Linked DNA regions of Mus musculus: region 2 is linked to region 1. Evidence: chromatin contacts called from public promoter capture Hi-C data. All regions are on one chromosome and are shown on one strand. The core of a region is the stretch at or near the end of the contact, and the rest is flanking DNA. Distances in the headings are between cores, read along the strand shown. Region 1 overlaps Dtnb (dystrobrevin, beta). Region 2 holds the start of Efr3b (EFR3 homolog B).

Evidence for each region. Promoter capture Hi-C pulls out the DNA fragments that hold promoters and counts their contacts.
Region 2: a contact with region 1 is called in a promoter capture Hi-C map of hippocampal neurons, with 2.1 times the contacts expected there. The contact joins the promoter of Efr3b here to the enhancer-like site in region 1. A contact is called at or near these places in 13 of 39 promoter capture datasets (the 3T3-L1 cell line, the C10 cell line, cranial neural crest and 8 more), 3 of 115 datasets of contacts at active chromatin or transcription factors (astrocytes, embryonic forebrain and embryonic stem cells) and 1 of 9 other capture datasets (macrophages).

Annotation. Positions count from the first base shown.
Region 1 is chr12:3,673,059-3,678,411 of GRCm38.p6, reverse strand. The region is part of intron 8 of Dtnb (dystrobrevin, beta); the gene reads right to left. Among named protein-coding and RNA genes, the nearest start is that of Dtnb, 100 kb to the right of the region's middle. Within about 2 kb of position 3,296, at least 16 of the 459 cell types and tissues checked have an H3K27ac peak or open chromatin away from gene starts, as enhancers often do. A contact at or near this core is called in hippocampal neurons, where this site is marked.
Region 2 is chr12:4,036,902-4,042,254 of GRCm38.p6, reverse strand. It overlaps Efr3b (EFR3 homolog B), which reads left to right and starts at 3,340. Exons shown (of 23, transcript NM_001082483.1): 1 at 3,340-3,551. The coding sequence starts at 3,545.

The sequences.
Region 1 (5,353 bases), core at 2,047-4,546:
CACCTGGGAGCATGACAGCCTACCAGAAAAAGCTCAATATCGGTGCCTTAGAGGCCCTTCCTGTCATTTCATTTCTAATTACCACCTTTGGAACATATTCCTGAGCTCCCGGCCATACCATCTGAAAGGGCTCAAGCAGAAAAGGAGTAGAGGGCCCTTGATCCAAAGCCCATTAAACCTTCCAGTAAGTCTGGAATCTTCTGTATTTTAACATGAACACTTTATTCGGTAACTTAAAATGCTTTCAACCGAATCATGTCTCGACCAGTTTCATGTAACAGCTGTGTTAGCTGCATCTTATACAAGTCCAGAAAAGTCAGTTACTGCTAACCAGCCACCATTATCATCGTTGTTATTATTACGAATACTACTGTTTGTGGGCTTAAAACTTGCCCATACTTACCAATCCCATTAAATGCACTGTGCCCCAAGTCATCCCTCATGTCAATCTACTTTCTTCAAAGTATTACCCTTTCTTTGCTCCAATAGTAATGGACTTTATAAACAACTTTATCTAACAATATTGTTCTTTGCCCTAAATAGATTAGCCAGGCACAGAATTCGACAATAATTCATTCGCTCTTCATTCTAACTTCCTCCTTTGTCTTTCACCATTTCCCATCTCTTGTCTGTGTCTCCTCCAGGTTGATTTTTCATTCTCTAACTTTCATTCTGGCAGCCTCTAACTTGCTGTTTCATTGGGCCTTCACTGAGCTTATCCTTAATGTTTTTCATTTCCAGGAATCCTACTTGGGTTCTTTTAACATATTCTCTTGTTTCTTTGTGAGCCGAAAGCAAGTTGGGGTAGCTTACGCCAGTGATCTCAGAGTGCAGGAGGGCCACTTAGGATCAGAGGAAAAGGTTTGAGGCCAGCTATCTGAAGTACAACCAATGCACTCCTCCTAGCAAACCAGACAACTACTTTTATATTCCAAAGCTTGCTTCTTTAGCATTTTTAAGACACTGTCTTTTAAGTTCTTGATCTGTTTACTTTTTTGTGTGTTTCATTTGCTGTTTCTTCTTCATGAGTTGCTTTGAGAATGGGTTTTCCCTTTAGCAGGGACTATGCTGTCCAGAGGCTTCTTTGGATCTGAGCTGTCAGACAACACTGCCACAAAGAGATCTGAGGGGGAGGAGGTTATGTTCAATAAGAACTGACCCTTGAGTGGTGCTATGCAACAGAATTTTATAGGAAATGTGCTGTTTCTGTATTGTCCAGTATGGTGGCAACTGGACACTTGTGATGTTTTTATTGCATGCGAGAAACTCATTTTAAATTTAAATTTTACCTTAAAATTAAAGTCATGTGTCTAGTAACTACCATACTGGAATATTCAGCTAGAGATTCATTTCTCTTGATTTAATGCATGCATTACTTTTAATTTATTTTTCTTTTTAAAGCAGAGTCTGACTATATAACCCTGACCGGCCTGGAACTTGCTATATAACCCAGGTTGACCTAGAACTCACAAAGACCCATCTGCCTCTTTCTTTCGAGAGCTAGAATTTAAGGCATGACGATGTAACCTGCTGGTGCAAAGTGACACTGGGAGCTTCAGCTTAGCAAACATTTACAGCTTCAAGTGTTCACTGCTCCAACCTCTGCTGAGCAGATTGTCTTTTTCTAGTTCCCATTGCTTAAGGAGTGTGCACTTCTAAATCCTCTTGCAAAAGGTTGCTGAGGTCGCAAGTCCAGTTCCCAGGACCCATGTGGAGGCTCACACAGGCACACACACACACACACACACACACACACACACACACACACACACACACAAAGAATAAAGGAATAAATCTTTCATAGTTCTTTCTCTTTCAGTCACCTCAGTGAAGTCTTGGCCAACACCAGCTCTGAGCACTGGGCACAAAGCTCCAGAGGCCCCAGCAGTAAGGACCTCCTCTAGGGAATGCATGTCCCTGCTTTCTGCAGCTTCTTGTTGAACATATATCTTTTTCACTGAAGGATGTCAAAATGATTCTGGGTCTGAAATACTCCTTGTTTTTAATCATGAAGGAAATCATTATTAACACAATAACGTTTTACTATTTTGATGGTTTGAGTCCAGATGAATGGAAATATCAAAGTGTCTTTGGATAACAATCTAGGCACTGAGTCTATTTAACCTTCTAAATATCATCTTTAGCCATTTTCTGAACCTCTTATTAGATGGAACTTCTTACTACCCCCTCCTACAAGTCTTAGGTTTTCTCTTTTATCCTATGTAACACATTTGCACTCATTCCTCCCCATTAGAGCTCAGCTCCCATGTTTACTCTTCCTGTGAACACTGTTCATTAGCCCATCACTGAATTTCTTGTCCCTTTTCTTTTTTCCCACTACCATTATTATTGTTGGGGGATGGCTGGTTGTTACCTGGCTGTCCTGGAACTCACTATACAGTCCAGACTGGCCCCTAACTCAGGGAGATCCACCTGCCTCTACCCACCAAGTGCTGGGGTTAAAAGTGTACACAGCTACACCTAGCCCTGAATTTCTTCTCTTGATAGTCTTAAAGTTTAATTTGGGGGCTGTTGAGATGACTTAAGAGGTTATTAGCATTGGCAGTTCTTCCAGAGGCCCCAGGCTCAATTCCTACACCCAGATAATGGCTGACAATGCCTGTAACTCCAGCTTCGATGAATCCAATGCCCTCTTCCAGCCTCCACTGACACCAGGTATACACATAATAAATACAGTTATACATGAAGACATATATACACATAAAATAAAAAATAAAATCTTTAAAAAAGTTTAATTATTTTTAGTAGAAAAAAACTGCACTTATCTCTCAAAGGACTGAACTATACAGTCTATGAATGTAGTTTTGAGAGGTGAGATGGGCAGTGGGTAGAGGCACTTTTACTCAAACTGGCACCTGCGTTCAGTCCCTGGATCTCACAAAGTGGAAGAAAAGAGCTGACTCCTGGGAGTTGTACTGACAGACAGACAGAGAGACAGACAGATGCACATGCTCTTTCAAATGTAGTTTCCTTATTCGATTAACTCTGTTTCTGAAAGGAATCATGTCACCCTCTCTGCATGGCTGTGCTCTTCCTTATGGCCATTCTGACCTAAGTGCTCAACTGTGTAGCCAGAGCTTCCCGCTCAGCTTGTCCACTCTGTTGTAATGTCTGCCTTCTTGGAGCTGAAGCGGAGAAGCTATTCTCAGTGAGCGTGCAAGAGGTCCTAGTGGAAAAGCTCTGTGGTCTTCTAAACAAGGGCCTCCCTCCTCTGCTAGATTCTGCAAGCTCTTGGAATACTGCCCTGCCTCTCCAGCCTACGCTCCTTTACTCACTACATCTGCTAGAGACGCCTCCACCACCGTGCACAGTGCCAGAGTCACTTGTCACTTGTCTGGAGCCCCTTGTACCCACTGCACCTGTGGCAAGGTGGAAAGTTTCCAGGCGGTGTTCATGTGCTGCGGTGGCAGAAGCAGCACTTCCCTGCCCTTGCTGTGGATCATGGTTTCCATCTGCATAGGGCACCATCCGCTTTTCATGGACATTCGGCAGTTAAGGCTTGCCTTGCTTTTTCTTGGTTAGTTTATTTGCAAATGACTTTTCAGATTCTAACATTGATATGTTCTAAGTATCTGGAATAAGATGGAAAGACTATAAGGCATGTTCTCAGTCTATCAGCTCGAAATGGAATCCTTACTTAAAAATATACATTTCTTTTTTACAGTTTGCTTTTTTGTTTGCTTGTTTGTTTTTGGTTTTTCGAGACAGGGTTTCTCTGTATAGTCCTGGCTGTCCTGGAACTCACTCTGTAGACCAGGCTGGCCTCGAACTCAGAAATCCACCTGCCTCTGCCTCCACAGTTTGCTTTTAAAAAGTGAAAATTAGAATTGCTGAGCTCAAGTTTCACTCAACTAATAAAGCTGTAATTTTTAACGACATAAGTATGAGAGAAATGTAATTCATGTAATTTTTGTTAATCTTCCAAGATTTAAGAGTATTAACTCTCTGACAAGAAAATATGACTAAAGAATTAAATATAATTGGTTCACATGCAGCTTCTGAAACATGTCTATACAAATTACAAAACCCCTTCATCTACAAAAGAAGCCACTCCTGTCCCAGCTGCTCTCACGGCCAAAGCTGCAGAAGGACAGTGGTAGCTCACACTGCTCGGCAATGCCCCTCGGCTGCCTTTTCAAAAAAGGAAGGGGAACTCAGCATGCACAGCGCCATTCCGAGGTGGCCACAAGAGCCAAGGCAGCACTCAGTCCCAGGCAGGACACCCCTGGCTGAGAAGACAGTGAAGGCTGGGCAGGGGTTGCATTAAATGTCACCACCTTAAGGCTGAAGCTTGGGGCCAATGTTCTCCTAATTGAGTTGTCACATCAATGTGACATGAACGAGAAGCTGAAATGATCCCTGCAATGATCCTGAGTGGAGGCTGGCATTCCACAGCACACAGCAGGTAATCGCTACCCCCAGTATTACAGTACCCGATGACACAACCGTTTGAATTCACAGACAGAATTGCTTTTCTCTGTGAATTTTTTTTAAAGCAAAGAGAATGCAGATTTATTAAGGAAAAGGAAAGAATTCCTAAAGGAGGGGGCCCTCCAAGGGAGGAACATCCCTTGGTGTAATTTAACTGATAGTTCATATTCTCATTTGTTAACTTGTGTTGCTTTATATGAGAATTTCAGGTACTGTATTAGGAGGATGAATAGCTGGATAAGTGGGTAAGTAGAGCTTGATGTGCAAACGTGGGGCTCTGGGTTCAATGAGGGAGCAGGTCAGGGAAGGAAGAACACAGGAAAATCACTGGAGCCACTGGCCAGCCATCCTAGGAGGGGGCATCTATCAGTGGGCTCCAAGCTCAGTGAGAGGCACGTTCAAGGGAAAAAGGACAGAGAGAATGATATAACAGGATACATGATGTACCTCTCTCTGGCCTCCACATGCATGTGCATGAGTTCACACAAGACACAACAAAAGTATTATGTCATTTATAAATGAGGATGCAAACCAATAGCAAAGTCTATATGCAACAGGGGTACAAAGTAAAGCCTTATCAGATTACACAATTTTACAACAGAAAATGCACAGGGAGCCCAGTCCTAAGTGCATTCCCTAGATAACGTTCCATACCACAGAAGAAGATAAAAAAGAACCACTAAAGCTATATTTGGGAAAGACAAAACTAGGAACAGGTTAAATGTCCATTAGCAAGGGAACAAGGGAACAAGCAAGATCTGGAATATCACAAAATTGAATTCTAGATGGCACTGAAAATAACCAGTAGGATAACACAAGCTTGGAATCTCAACATGGCCGTCTCTGATGGGAATGGAGAAAGTTGCAAAGCCAGCACAGCTGCTTGACCAAGATCCAGCAA
Region 2 (5,353 bases), core at 2,091-4,590, 360 kb before region 1:
GGGAGGTTCCTGGGCTATGCACGATGGCTGTAGCTTGCCTTCTATGTCTAAGTCTTCCTTCTGTGCAACACAGAGAAAGCCTGGTTCATACCGAAGTTCTGGCAGAGGGAGCTATTGAAGCAAAGAGCACAGTTACAGAGAAAGCACATGGAGCAAGGTGCAGTGTGCCTAAAGAATAATAATCTTGTCTTTGGCCTGGGCAAACAACTCTTAAGAGGCAACTAGCCTCCAGCCAACACCGCAGGGAGCCAGAACTGGCAGTCCTAGGACAGAGTGCATATGAAAGGGCCCACTTGTGGTGGTATGCTCACTCAAGCAATAAGGCACTGGAGAGTTAATGCAGGTAAAGGAGAGAGGTGAGCAGCCTATTCAACCTGCAAGGAAGAACCGCCCCACTTACAGTGCAGTCATGTATCAGTGTGCACTGCTAAGCTGCATCCTAGTTTGAACCACCTTGCTGCACCTCGATCTTACTATAAGCTAGAAAGAGCACTCCTTGCCAACAATGGTGTTCCTGATAAAATCGTTGTAGGAGCTGCTGGGGATGTGGTTCAGCTGGCCAAGCACTTGCTGCACCGGTGTGGGGACTAGAGTTTGGCTTCATAGCACCCTTGTAAACCCTGGGTGGAAATGGCAGCTCACCTGGAATACCAGCTCCTGAGAAGAGGATCCCAGGGGTCCCTGGAGTAAGCTGGCTGCTTAAATTCTGGGATCGAGTGAGACACCCTGGCTCAATGAATAAAACCAAGAGAAATAGAAAAAGAAACATGACATCAGCCTCTGGTGCTCACACACATATGCACACACACGCATACATACACCCATACATACACACATACAAATGCACATACAAACAAACAAACAAACACACATGCATGTGTACACCGTGAAGAAAATAGTGTGAGTAGAAAGTTTACTTACCTCTGCCAACCTACATCAAAACTTAGAACGCAGTGCAATGTAGCTACTGCTTGCCTCCCCTGGTGAGCCAAGGGCTGACAGAGCAAGTGGCTCATTGATGCTACCCAGTAGCAAGAAAGCATACAGTGCTATATATTTCTAGGCCGAGAAAAGATAAAAATTTCAAGTACAGTTTCTACTGAAAGTATATTACCTTCACACAATGTAAAGACTGGCCATCGTAAGCCACAGGCGACCTATACTGAGATCTGTGAGGGCCTGGCACGGACCCATTGCAATGGAGCCATTCAGTAAATGCCGATTCTTTCTCTTTATCTTCTTCCTTACTTGGGATTTCTGCAAGCAAAGAGGAACCTGTTTAAGGTACTAATCCCAATTCTGACTTTCCACCATCCTAGAGTTCCCCCTAAGGAGCTGATTTTTTTCCTTTCCTCTGTCCTCGCAGTCACCTGCTCTAGAGGATAGGACTCTTGAATCCAGCCCTTTGATTTTACACTGTCTCTGTTGTGTTATTTTTTTCTGAGAGCTTATTTCTATTAAACCCAGATAGAAAAGATATCAACAGACCAAAGAAATAATCCAACCCAAGTCTATCTTGATGGGCCGAGGAGTTTGTTGGGGTCACGTACAGGAGCACAAGGAACTAGGCAGTTTTGCCACTGGAAAGCCCACCCAGCAAGGGGACTAACTAAAAGCTGCACCGCTGGTGCCCTGGTGCAGCACGCAGGCAGCTACATCACTCCAGAAATTGCTTACTGGCCATGTAACTTTAGGGAAGAATCCTGTCTTAGTTCCTTTTTTATTGCTGATCCCAATATCCTGTCTCCATAGCCAAGACAGGTTATACAAGAAACAATTCAGTTCAGGGCGCACATTTCCAGAGGGTAGAGTCCACAGCCATCATGGTGGAGAGCACAGCAGGCAGGCAGGCAGGCAGGCATGGCTGTGGATCAGAGCTTACATCTGGTCAACAAGCATGAGGGAGAGAGAGAGAGAAAGAGAGAGAGAGAGAGAGAGAGAGAAAGAGAGAGAGAGAGAGAGAGAGCGCTGGACTAGTGTGGGCTTTTGAAACTTCGAAGGCCATCTCCATTGACCATTGACACACACACCCCCAACAAGAACACACTTCCTAATCCTCCCCCAAACAGTTCTACCAATGAGGGACCAGCATTCAAATATAAGAGCCTACAGGGACTCTTCATATTCCACTACAATCCGTTCAAACCAGGACAACTTCCCCCAGTGATGGACTGTAAAGTTTAATATGACATAAACCCTTTCTTAACCAAGTGTTTTTTTGGTCATTCTGTTTATCAAGGCAACAGGAAGCATCAGATTAGGAGAGGTGCAGGTGGGTTGGTGGATGTGTCTGGGGAAATGAAGCCAAAGAAAAATAGAAAATGCTGGTTTGGGGTGCAGTGAGCACTGTCTTGAGCACCGTCTCCAAATCCAAGGACTGGATCTCTCTGGTTTGATCTTTGCTTTGGGGGAGAAAAAAAGAAAAAGAAAACAATATGTGGTGCCCACTATGTACTGTAGGTTCATGAAATTTCTCAACACGAAGCAAGGCTCAAAGAGGCGCCGACAGAGAAACCCTGTCTCAAAAAACAAGACGAAACAAAACAAAACAAACAAACAAACAAACAAACAAAACGAAGGTCATTGCATTCAGGCCCTTCTCTAATTTTTACGGTCGGGAAGAAAACAGAAAGCCTCCAGCAAGAGGCAAGAGGAGAAATTAAGAAATAGAAATAGAAAAGCCAGAGAAACAGAAGGCAGAGATATCCAGGGCTGGGGCGTTGGCCTGGGGTTTAAGTCCCTTTGTGGAGGGGATGCTGGCTGCAAAGCTTGCAGATTACACAAATCTGGAGAGGAAAAACCAAGCGGACTTCCTGCAGCCTTGGAGGTTGGGAGTGTGCTGTATTTCCTGAATACCTGACCCAGGTAGCAAACAGAGTTTGGGGCCCGCAGAAAGAATAGGGTTATGCCTCAATTTCTGCTCCTTAGGTTCCCTAAGCCGGTTCGTTTGAGCAGACTGAATAGAGCACACCTGCAGCTTCCAGCGCCCGGCTGACCTGGTGTGGGGTGTGTGTGTGTGTGTGTGTGTGTGTGTGTGTGTGTGTGTGTGTGTGTGTGTGTGTGTGTGTCATCAGTTTGAAGGACACGTCAGCGACCCGCGTAAGAGCTGAGCCAGGAGCTGGAATTCGGATGGATGATCTACTGAGTGAACGAAGAACCTGGGCTTCCTGGGGCGTCAGGTAGGTAAAAAGGCTCGCCCCATACTGAGGAAAGGAGAGGGTCCGGGATGGAGGCGGGGCTCTTGAGGCAGCCCGCCAGTGGCCAAGGGGGCGGGGCGTGGCAGAACACAGCTCCGCCCCCTGCGCGCCGCCTAGCTTGCGGACCAGAGCAGGAGGCGGCAGCCAACCTCGTCGCTGAATGGGCGGGTGGCGTCCCGCTCTGTCCCGCCCGCCGCCGGCCCCCCATCGGCTGCTCCCGCCGCGCCCCGGTCTCCGCCCGCAGCCGCCTGAGCCCGCCGGGCTGTGAATGAAAGGCAGGAGCGGCCAGGACTAGCAGCCAGCGACGCGGCTACGCCGGCCTCCCCAGAGGCGCGCTCCCCGCGGAGATGTACGGTAAGGAGGGCTTGGCGCCCCGGCTCGGGCCCGCAAACTTCCAGACACGGACCTTTGTCCCCCGGAGTGGCCCCCGTCGCAAAAGCGAGAATGCCGACTTGGTGCCAGGCTAGGCTGGTTCAGTCGCCTGTGCGTACGTCTGTGCCGAGAGGACAAAGATGCCTTAGGCCGGGGGACTCTCTGGTCCCCTGAGATCCCTCGGGCAGGCGTGTGCAGGCGCTAGGGGCGGTGGTCCGTCGCCAGGTAGGGACTCTGATGGCTGAGAGGCACCCGGCTTTGGAAAAAGCGAGTATCTTCGGAGCTGAGCCGACAGTGTTGGTGGAGGTGATCGGGTGACAGTATTTGCAGAATTAACAAAGAGGCTTGTGCTTGGGAGTTTGATGCGCGAAAGTGGTCCAGGGTAGGGGAGAGCTGCTCACTGCCAGTCTGCTGCCAGGCTCCTTGGATGTGGGAGGCGGCGCCGGCAGTGCAGGAGCTGGCGAGCGAGCCGGCGCTGGAGGTTCATCTCTCTGAGCTGGGTGGACTTGGCCTCTACCTAACACTGCTGCTAATGGTATTCAGGCTTCCCAACTTCCAGATTGGCCCTATGGAGGGCTGATGGGGAGAGATGCTGCTTCGAGGGTTTCTCCCAATTACGCAGCCACCGCCCCCACGAATGTGTGGCAGCTCCAAGACCCTCACGGTTCAAGGCTCTGCTTGCTCATTTGTCAAGAATTTCTCGGGTTCTACAGGCAGCGTGGATGAGGAAAGCGCTCCTGGGGTCCCACTTTGCAGATCATAAGAGTGGACTAGTCTAGGAATCGGCTCTCTACCAAGGGTACATGTGTGCGTGTATTCCTGTGGACACAGTTTACTAGAGCCCAGGTCTCTGGTAGTTATTCTGAGGCCAGCAGAAGAATTGGAGCCCTGTTCTCCGTCTCCTACTGCAGGGTAGGGGCTCGGGCTGCACCTGAGGAGTGAGTGATCTAGAAGTGCATGTTCCCAATTTAACCCATTTCTAAGGCTGCTGGCTGCCTCTGCGAACAGACCATGAGTCACAAAGTTTGTTAGCACAGAGAGCATGCTGAAAAGAGTCAGCAGTTGGTGAGCCCCCTATTTAGAAGACAAAGACTTAACTTTTTGCCTTGCATCTCCTTCCCAGGTCAGTTGGTTACACAGCCACACTATGATTCTTATAGAGGTGTCAGCAGGTCCTCTCAGCTAGCATTAATTCTCTTGGGTGGAGCAAATGGGGGGAGGGGAGATGTCCTCAGCGGCTGGACCCATAACCAGTGGGGACTCTGAAAGGTGACTGGACTTGGGCTTTGCCTGTTGGGAGGTAGAAAGAGCCATAGACCTCTTTTATTCTGTCTGTGCCCCCCCCCCCACCCCCTTTCTGCAGAGGGAGCAGGCTGAAGCTGCAGATCATTTGACAGAAGCATGTGACTGCAGGGGCACCTGCAGCCGGGAAGGAGTTAGGACAGGCCCATCAGTATGGGCGGGAATTAGCAGCCCCAGGCCACCATATTACATCTAGTAGCTAATGTGGTAACTTACTTAGGGGGTCTGAGAATTAGGGGAGGGGGGTTCTTGGTGTGCTCCTGTTGGAAGAGCTGGCTAAAAGAGAAGGATGTGGAAGTCAGCCTGACTGGGGGCTATTTTCAGATGCACCACAAAATTCCAATTCTCTTTAATAATGTTTTTATTTCCCCAGATGCAAACAGAGCAGGAACTAATCCTAAATGATCCATAGAAAGGCCGTGATGGAGGATCCTCTGGGGAGTTGGCTCCAGCACGGGGGAAAAGCACATTTAGTGCTGGGT